Linked DNA regions of Zea mays: region 2 is linked to region 1. The links are chromatin contacts, called in public Hi-C maps. All regions are on one chromosome and are shown on one strand. The core of a region is the stretch at or near the end of the contact, and the rest is flanking DNA. Distances in the headings are between cores, read along the strand shown. Region 1 holds the start of LOC103626746 (glycerophosphodiester phosphodiesterase GDPDL7). Region 2 holds the start of LOC542663 (cinnamyl alcohol dehydrogenase).

What was found. Hi-C and Micro-C count contacts between places; a contact is called where the count stands out from the background.
Region 2: a contact with region 1 is called in a Hi-C map of tassel, with 3 times the contacts expected there. The contact joins the promoter of LOC542663 here to the promoter of LOC103626746 in region 1. A contact is called at or near these places in 3 of 25 Hi-C or Micro-C datasets (ear, leaf and tassel).

What each region holds. Positions count from the first base shown.
Region 1 is chr5:100,664,674-100,668,356 of Zm-B73-REFERENCE-NAM-5.0, forward strand. It overlaps LOC103626746 (glycerophosphodiester phosphodiesterase GDPDL7), which reads right to left and starts at 1,764. Exons shown (of 10, transcript XM_008647124.2): 1 at 1,654-1,764; 2 at 1,258-1,378; 3 at 835-1,131; 4 at 604-713; 5 at 31-529. The coding sequence starts at 1,360.
Region 2 is chr5:101,209,885-101,213,567 of Zm-B73-REFERENCE-NAM-5.0, forward strand. LOC542663 (cinnamyl alcohol dehydrogenase) reads right to left here and starts at 1,804. Exons shown (of 4, transcript NM_001112184.2): 1 at 1,569-1,804; 2 at 297-410. The coding sequence starts at 1,657.

The DNA of each region.
Region 1 (3,683 bases), core at 514-3,013:
CTTCCAATTCCAACATTGAGCAGTCCTTACCAACAGCTCCTGATGCGGTGGACGGGAAGTCCGTGAGCACACCGTCCACAGAGAAGTCTGGATTGTCCATGAACTGCAAGTACTCTTCACTGGGATCGTAGCTGTAGTTGTAGCTCAAGACGATATCATTGGCAAATCCGGATGCATACACCTCCAGCCCGAGGGCATGAGCATCTTTGACCAGACTGGTGGATGGCGCCAGGTACTGATCCTTTTTCAGCGGCCAGATGTATGTCTTGGGCACAAGAATCCCAGCCGCGAATGCCTTGATGGATTTCAGATCTTTCAGGAGTTCCCCATATGTCTTCTTGGTCGAAGGCTCCTCGACGTTTTCATTGAGGAACCGGAAGATGAGCTTTGTCTTGGCTTTCTTGAGCTTCCCAGCCAAGCTTTTCAGGAATTCAACCTCCGGGGAGGAGATGTAAGAGAGGCTATCTTTTGGCAGTTCTAATATATAATCTTCGCTACTTAATTTGTGCTCCAAAAAGAACGAATTGTACTGCAAAAGTGAACACGTTGGGGCAAAAGAAGAAGAAGAGGGAAGGCTCGTGAACTGACTGGAATCACATTTACCTGTACATTAAGCCATATTTGAGGGGGGTGGAGTTCAACAACATCATCAAGCGTGTACATCCCCAAGGAGTCATCAAATGTGCTTGGGCGCGAGAAGATGTTTTGGATCACTGAGGGGATTACCAACCAAAGCAAAGCAAAGCAAAGCATGTCATCAAGCCAGTGCAAGTTCTGACAGGAAACTAGTGCTTCAAAATGGTAGGTTCCATCTTAATTAATCGGACTGCTCACATGTGATGTTCTGAACCAGCTGCTCCGCGGTAAAATCTAGAGAGAACCAGCCATGGACGTCCTCTCCGAGCAGTTTGTATGTTCTCTCCATCTTGGGGAACCTCTCGGAGACAGTCGTCGAGTTATCCAGGGTCAACCCTGTTTTGCAGAAGCCTATATGGTCGCTTGAGAATTGTAGATCACATAACAGAACGACGTCAGGCAAGCTGGCAGTCAAGGCAAACTGGTAGGCAAACTGGCTCGAGTCAGGAAACACGCCAGAGAATCCTCCTCGAGCTATGACTAGAGGGGGACCGCCTGTAGGGTGATAGCAACAGCATTAGCAGCTGCAATTGTAACAACAAAAAATGTTTGAGGCAAATGCTGATTGATTGAAGAAAAAAACAACAAGAAATGTATAAAAAACATATGTATATGTGATACCGCTCAGAGTCTGCCATTTCGGCCCTGCTGGAGATTTCAAAGCAGCATTGGCTCCACGAAGCAGCAAGAGGATCAAAAACATGTGAGGATAGCTTGCTCCCATCTGGTCAGGAGGAGCACCCTGCATCGCAGACAGCTTTGTGAGCTCCTGGAAAGTGCAGTAACAAGTAGTAATTTGCTACCTCCTCGTTTGAGGGGAAAGAGAGCCATCAGGTACTTCAGGAATTCAGACAAAACAAAAACGTAGGCAGAGGAAAAGAATCTTTTTTAAAAAAAAGATCGGAAAGAAGCCTAAGCCTACTACTAACGTTGAACGAACATGATTAATTGGTTAAGGAATTTCAGACAAATCCAAGCAAAAGTTGAAACGCGGAGATTTTCAGGAGACAAACATACCTCACATGAAACTCCAGGAAGAAAATTGTGAGAAGCTGTTCTCCGGCCCCACCGAGGCTAAGGCCCGCATGCAACTCTATATCAGAAGATTGTGGAGAGGAGGCAAGGGAGGACGGAGGTTTCCAGGCGAAGAAAAAACCTGCTAAAATTAGATGGCTCCTGAACGATGGCCACAATTCATCAGGCTTAATTTAGAGCTCCAACTCACAAAAATAACTCTTTACATTAGGTTCCTTTTTCCGCCGCCAAGGAGAAACCGGGAGCCGTGATGTATATCATCCATGTGGCCGTTTTTCACGCTTGAAACACTAGCCATTGCTTTTACTGTTGTAACCGATGGCATGTTCATGTAACAGCATCTCTGAATAACTCTTGTATTAATTATCAACCCGTTTCCTGCCTCCACGCCGTGTTTCACGGAGCAGATGCTGGCTTTGCATTTCGACGCGTGGCGCTGGCGCTGCGTGTACCTCTTTCGCAAGAGAGAAATAAAAACACGGGCCACGCCGGAGGAAGAGGAGGAGCTCCAACAGCGCGATCCTCTGGAGGACGAGGCCACGCCGTTTTCAAGATGGAAACAACGCGACATGCTTTGCTTTGGTAATCCCTCAGTGATCCTGCTTATACTCCAAAAAAAAACTATACTTCAAAATGCTGACTCTGTGTCGCGCTGTTTGGAGCTCCTCCTGTGCCGCCGACCCCTTCTCGTCGCCGTCGCGGGGCCGGGGCCAGGGCCACGCTCCGCTCTGCGTGCTGCCTCTTTTGGGTGTGTTAATACTAATAAATAAACTAAAGCACATAGCTCATAGCTGCACTTATTTCCTTTTTTTTCTTAATTCTGGAGACCCGAGAATACAATAGACTAGGGTCTACGGCAGAGCCGTGCATATAGTTGCCCAAATCAGTGGCCCGGCCCGGCCCGACACGACACGGGCCCGTTAGGCCCGATGGCTAATCGAGCTATGCCCGACCGGCCCACATGCCATGGCCCAGGCACGGCACGCGGGTCTGGTAGGCGTGCCGGGTCGACCCGTTATCCTGTCTACGATGTATAATTAAACCAGGAAAATATCAAAAAATAGCGCGGACAGAAAAATACTACATGAAGAAGGCTAACCAGTAGAACTCTAGTGTCTTTGTTGTAAATAACGAATATATATATATATACACTATGTTTTGTAAAATAAAAAAAATATAATCGTGTCGGGCCGGACCAACACTACTGGCCTAGGCAGCGGCCCAAGCATGGCTCGGCTATCATGCCAAACCCGGTCCGGCATTATTAAAAAGGTCGTGCTTCGAGCTAGCCCGTCATACACGACCCATTTGGCCATCTCTAGCCGTGCCAGCAATTTCTAGGGCATGTACCAACCTCTAGAACAAGATCTATCTTACTAAGGTAAAAACTGCAATGATTCATAGAAACATGAGATTGCTAGTTGGTTTTCTATGCCATGAAACTGCCAAGTTCAAATATCGCTGATGCATTTTACTCAATATAAATTAAACAAATTTATTTAATTAATAAAGAATAATCTTTAAATAAGACTATTCAATTCATATTTTATATATTTATATACTAACAAAGAATAATAACGAGTCAACGATCACTTTAATCCCTAATCACTGCTGGCTGGATTGGTTTTGTGCATATATATTGTTGTTGTCCTAGTCTATCTAATTAGATCAAGAATTCAAAATTACGAAGGATGCGCGTGAGACGTACACGATTGAAATCAAGAGATCAATTACTTGTCATGGTGGGCCTTCAATAATATAATTATATGGAACATAATATTAATATTTAAAGGCCCCTGGAATTTGGGGCTTGTACTATGGCACATCCTGCACGTGACTCGGAGAGGCACGGACCTGGTCTAGGGACTAGAGAGAGGTCATGTTTGGGATCAGTGAGGTCTTGTTCGGTTAATCCTGTTACCCAGGGATTAGATGAGATTGGAAAAAATTAAGAAGAAGTTTGACTTGTTTGAGATTTAAACCCACCTAATCCCACTCAATCCACATGGATT
Region 2 (3,683 bases), core at 554-3,053, 550 kb after region 1:
ATGCTAACGTTTGTGGTTGACAAATGTGCACTCTATCTACCAATCTATATGCTGGTCGTCATGAATCAAATAATTATACCTGAATTTGTCTGCATGTGTAATTTTCTCATGAAAACGCTGAAACTGCATGTCACTATATATATCCTTTATAGTTTTGAGACAAATTGAATAATAGGACACTTGGAAATTCAGTACGTATATTCTGGACCGTACACGGAGCATATATATATATACTGGATCCCCAAGGGTCCTGAAAAATCGCTGGGTGCGTGTGTGTGTTAACCGTTTGTGCTCACCCAGGGACCATAGGATACTTTGAAGCCCCGAGGTGGTTCTTGGCCTGGTGGATGTCCGTGTGGCAGATCCCGCAGTAGAGCACCTTCACCACCACATCTTCAGGGCCTGTGTTCCTGTTGTCACCACCACAACACATCCCATATGAAAAAGAGACAAGTGTTAGTTTTTTTTTCTTGCCGAAGACTAGCACCATGTAGAATTATGCATATATGAATCGCGCCACAGTTGTACGTTGGATAGTGCTAGTAGTCGTCGATGGCATGAGAAATAATAATAAAAGGGTAATCGGTATTATTACTGCGAGTACAAATGGATGGTGATCGCGACAGGCGGTAGGTAGCTGCAGATATCAGTAGTTACGTATCTTACCTACAAGTTCACACGCTGCTGGGTCTGTACGAGACGTCAAGCACGTGCAGTGCTGTGCAGGAGCAGTACCCATATATTAATGTTCGAAACAAAATGCCATGTAGAAGAGAAGCATACGTGCAGTGTACGCTCGCCCAACCTGCTCTGCTTGTGTGCTATCTTGTCCAGTATCCGTATTTGGCATATGCATGTGCACTATCTAGAGTTGGACCGCAAGAAGTTGAAGACGTATCATATATGCATGATGCAACACAGCGCATAATGCTCTTGTTGTGGACTAAGGGGGTGTTTGGTTACACCCTGCTAAAATTTAGTCTCTGTCCCATCGAATGTTTGAACCTCTGTTCCGGGTATTAAATGTAGTCGGATTATAAAACTAATTTGTCAGCCGAAGATTAAAAGACGAGACGAATCTAGTCTAGTTGGTTGGGTCTATATTTCATACTCCTATTTAAAAGTAAAACGCTTGATGTGACCCGGACTAAACTTTAGCAGGAGCAACCAAACACCCCCTAAAACATATCGTACGCGTATAGATAATAATAACTGCAACGAATCAGGTACTCCCATATATGCAACAGACTAACAGAGTGCTCCCCCAAATTAAAACCCGCCGCCGCTACGCTACGTACGTACTCCTAGTCATCTTCCGTTGCAAGTTGATCGAAAATATGCCCCAAGTCCCTTTTTATTTTTCATCAAAAAAAACATCAATCAAATTTTCTGTTCTTCCCGAGAACTCGGAGAACTACTGGAGGAGGCGCGTGCAGAAACTAACCGTCTCTCGTCCTCCTGGATCCATCCATTTGCGTGTTTGCAAAAGGGCGGAGACAGTCGGACATATACAGACGGGAGGGACTGGAGGAGAGGACAAACACGAGGGCGCCGGCGCGGCGTAGTACCTGAGGGTGTAGGAGTAGGGGGAGAGGTGTCCGGTGGCGTCCCTGGCGGCCCACCCGACCACCTTCCTCTCGGACGCCAGGCTCCCCATTCGATTCGGGATCGGCGCGGCGGGGACGACGACGACGGAGCGGGTGGCGGGCGATGGAGACGAGCCCGCACCAGGTGGTGTAGCTAGCCTTCGTCGGAGTTGGGAAAGAAAGCCGCGCGAGCGCCGGGTAGTGCGATCTTTCTGGGTAAGGAAAAGATGCTTGAGCAGGGTGCGTGCTATATAGTGGCTGCGAGCTCGATCGGCACTGTGCAAAGTGGCAACTCCTCCGCTCCAGGCTACCTGTACCTACTACCTTTCCAGCATGATCTTCTGTGCCCGCTGCAGGAGAAAATCAGTACTCCCTCCGGTTTCCTATTAGTTGTCGTTTAGGACAACGACACGGTCTCCAAAATATAACTTTGACCAATATTTTTTGTTAAAATACAAATGAACTCTTAATACATTTATACTTTTATAAAAGTACGTTTTATAACAAATTGGTGCATATAAATATTAGGTTCCAAAACTAAATAACAAAATAGTTATTTGTAGTCAAAATTTTATAAGTTTGACTCGAACTTTATTCAAAACGATAACTAATAGGAAACCAGAGGAAGTAAGACTTTCGTCTTTCGAGGAGGTCTACCAAACGGGAAGAAGCCAAGCCCTTCTAAAATAGACCCGGCTTCTCTGAAATTAATGTCTTTAGACAGGAAATACAAAAAGAATACGTTATACGTACCAAAATGATCCAATAACTGTGATTCCACTGGCTGGAAATTGTACACAACTCGGACGATACCAAACGCATGGGCGTGGCTTCACGATGCTAGCTAGCTAGCTAGCTAGGTCAATGAAGAAAAATACAAGTCACGGGTCCTTAGACCGTGTCCATAAATCCACTAATGTCGTCACATAAAACACTTCACAATATAAACTATGAAAGTTGATTTTAAATATGGGGATTAATCGAGATGCTGGAAATAGTCTTATGGGTTGAGAAATTGGGTAAGTGCATTTCCACTCGACTACGAGGTGTGTGACAAATTGTCACCCAAGTGCCGAGTGGTCGCTGATGTTTCAATCCAACTGTTAAAAGGTTAAACCATGACGCGTGCGGTAGTAGTAGTATCGGTATTCAACTATTCACGTAAGCGGCATCATTGGTATGGTAAATTGAGGCACATATGTCGTTTAGGCCCCGATTAAATTGGCCATTTAAACAATAAGAAGTGGTGTACACGATCTAAACGAAACAGACATAAGAAAGATTGGACCGGGCAACCAAACAATTCATTCATAATTTAACCAATAGGAGGATCCCATCCACCATACTCCGGCTGGCAACCAACTAATTGGCATCTCAGTATATTAAAGGGGATAGGATGATTTAGTTTCATTTGCCCGCTTTTTTTAAAAAAAATACACTTACATACATATCATTGGGCTATCTGAGGAGCTTCAGCTTCTCGGAAGAAAATCTCATCAAAGGCTTTTATAATGTCATCTCATTCATGCTACAATTAGGAGAGTTTCTCTATTTGCGCTAAGAGCTGGAGCTAAAAATGTGCTTCATTTATATTCTAGTGAAGATAATAGAGAATCGATTTTCACCAGCTCTTCACTCTGCTTTCTCCTAGAAATCAAATGTAACGTAGCTCTCCTCAACGGGCCCATATGTCTTTGCTAGCATATTCGATTTTCTTTAACATGGATAAGTTATAAGTATATATGCATATTTTAGCGATACTTTACAATAACAGTACTAGCTACTATTATTGACGAGAGTTTGAACATAATTATAGGCAAGAGAGTTGACATCGTGCATTCCGTGCAAGGGAGGGAGAAGTAGTAGGTGCTGTTTGCTCAGCAATCAGAATCGCACATTTCCTGGCGGGTTTGATTTGTTAGTACAGTTTGCATGGGACCAAATCAAGAGAAGACAACGCGAAAGGGATGCGGAAGCGGGGGTCGTTGGGCCTGGGTGTGGGTGTGGTAGGTGAGCGGGGCCCGCAGGATCTGACGTCAAGGCTATGTCACCGTTGGAACAACTCAAAGCCCTCTCTTCAGATACCGAAAATGCCCG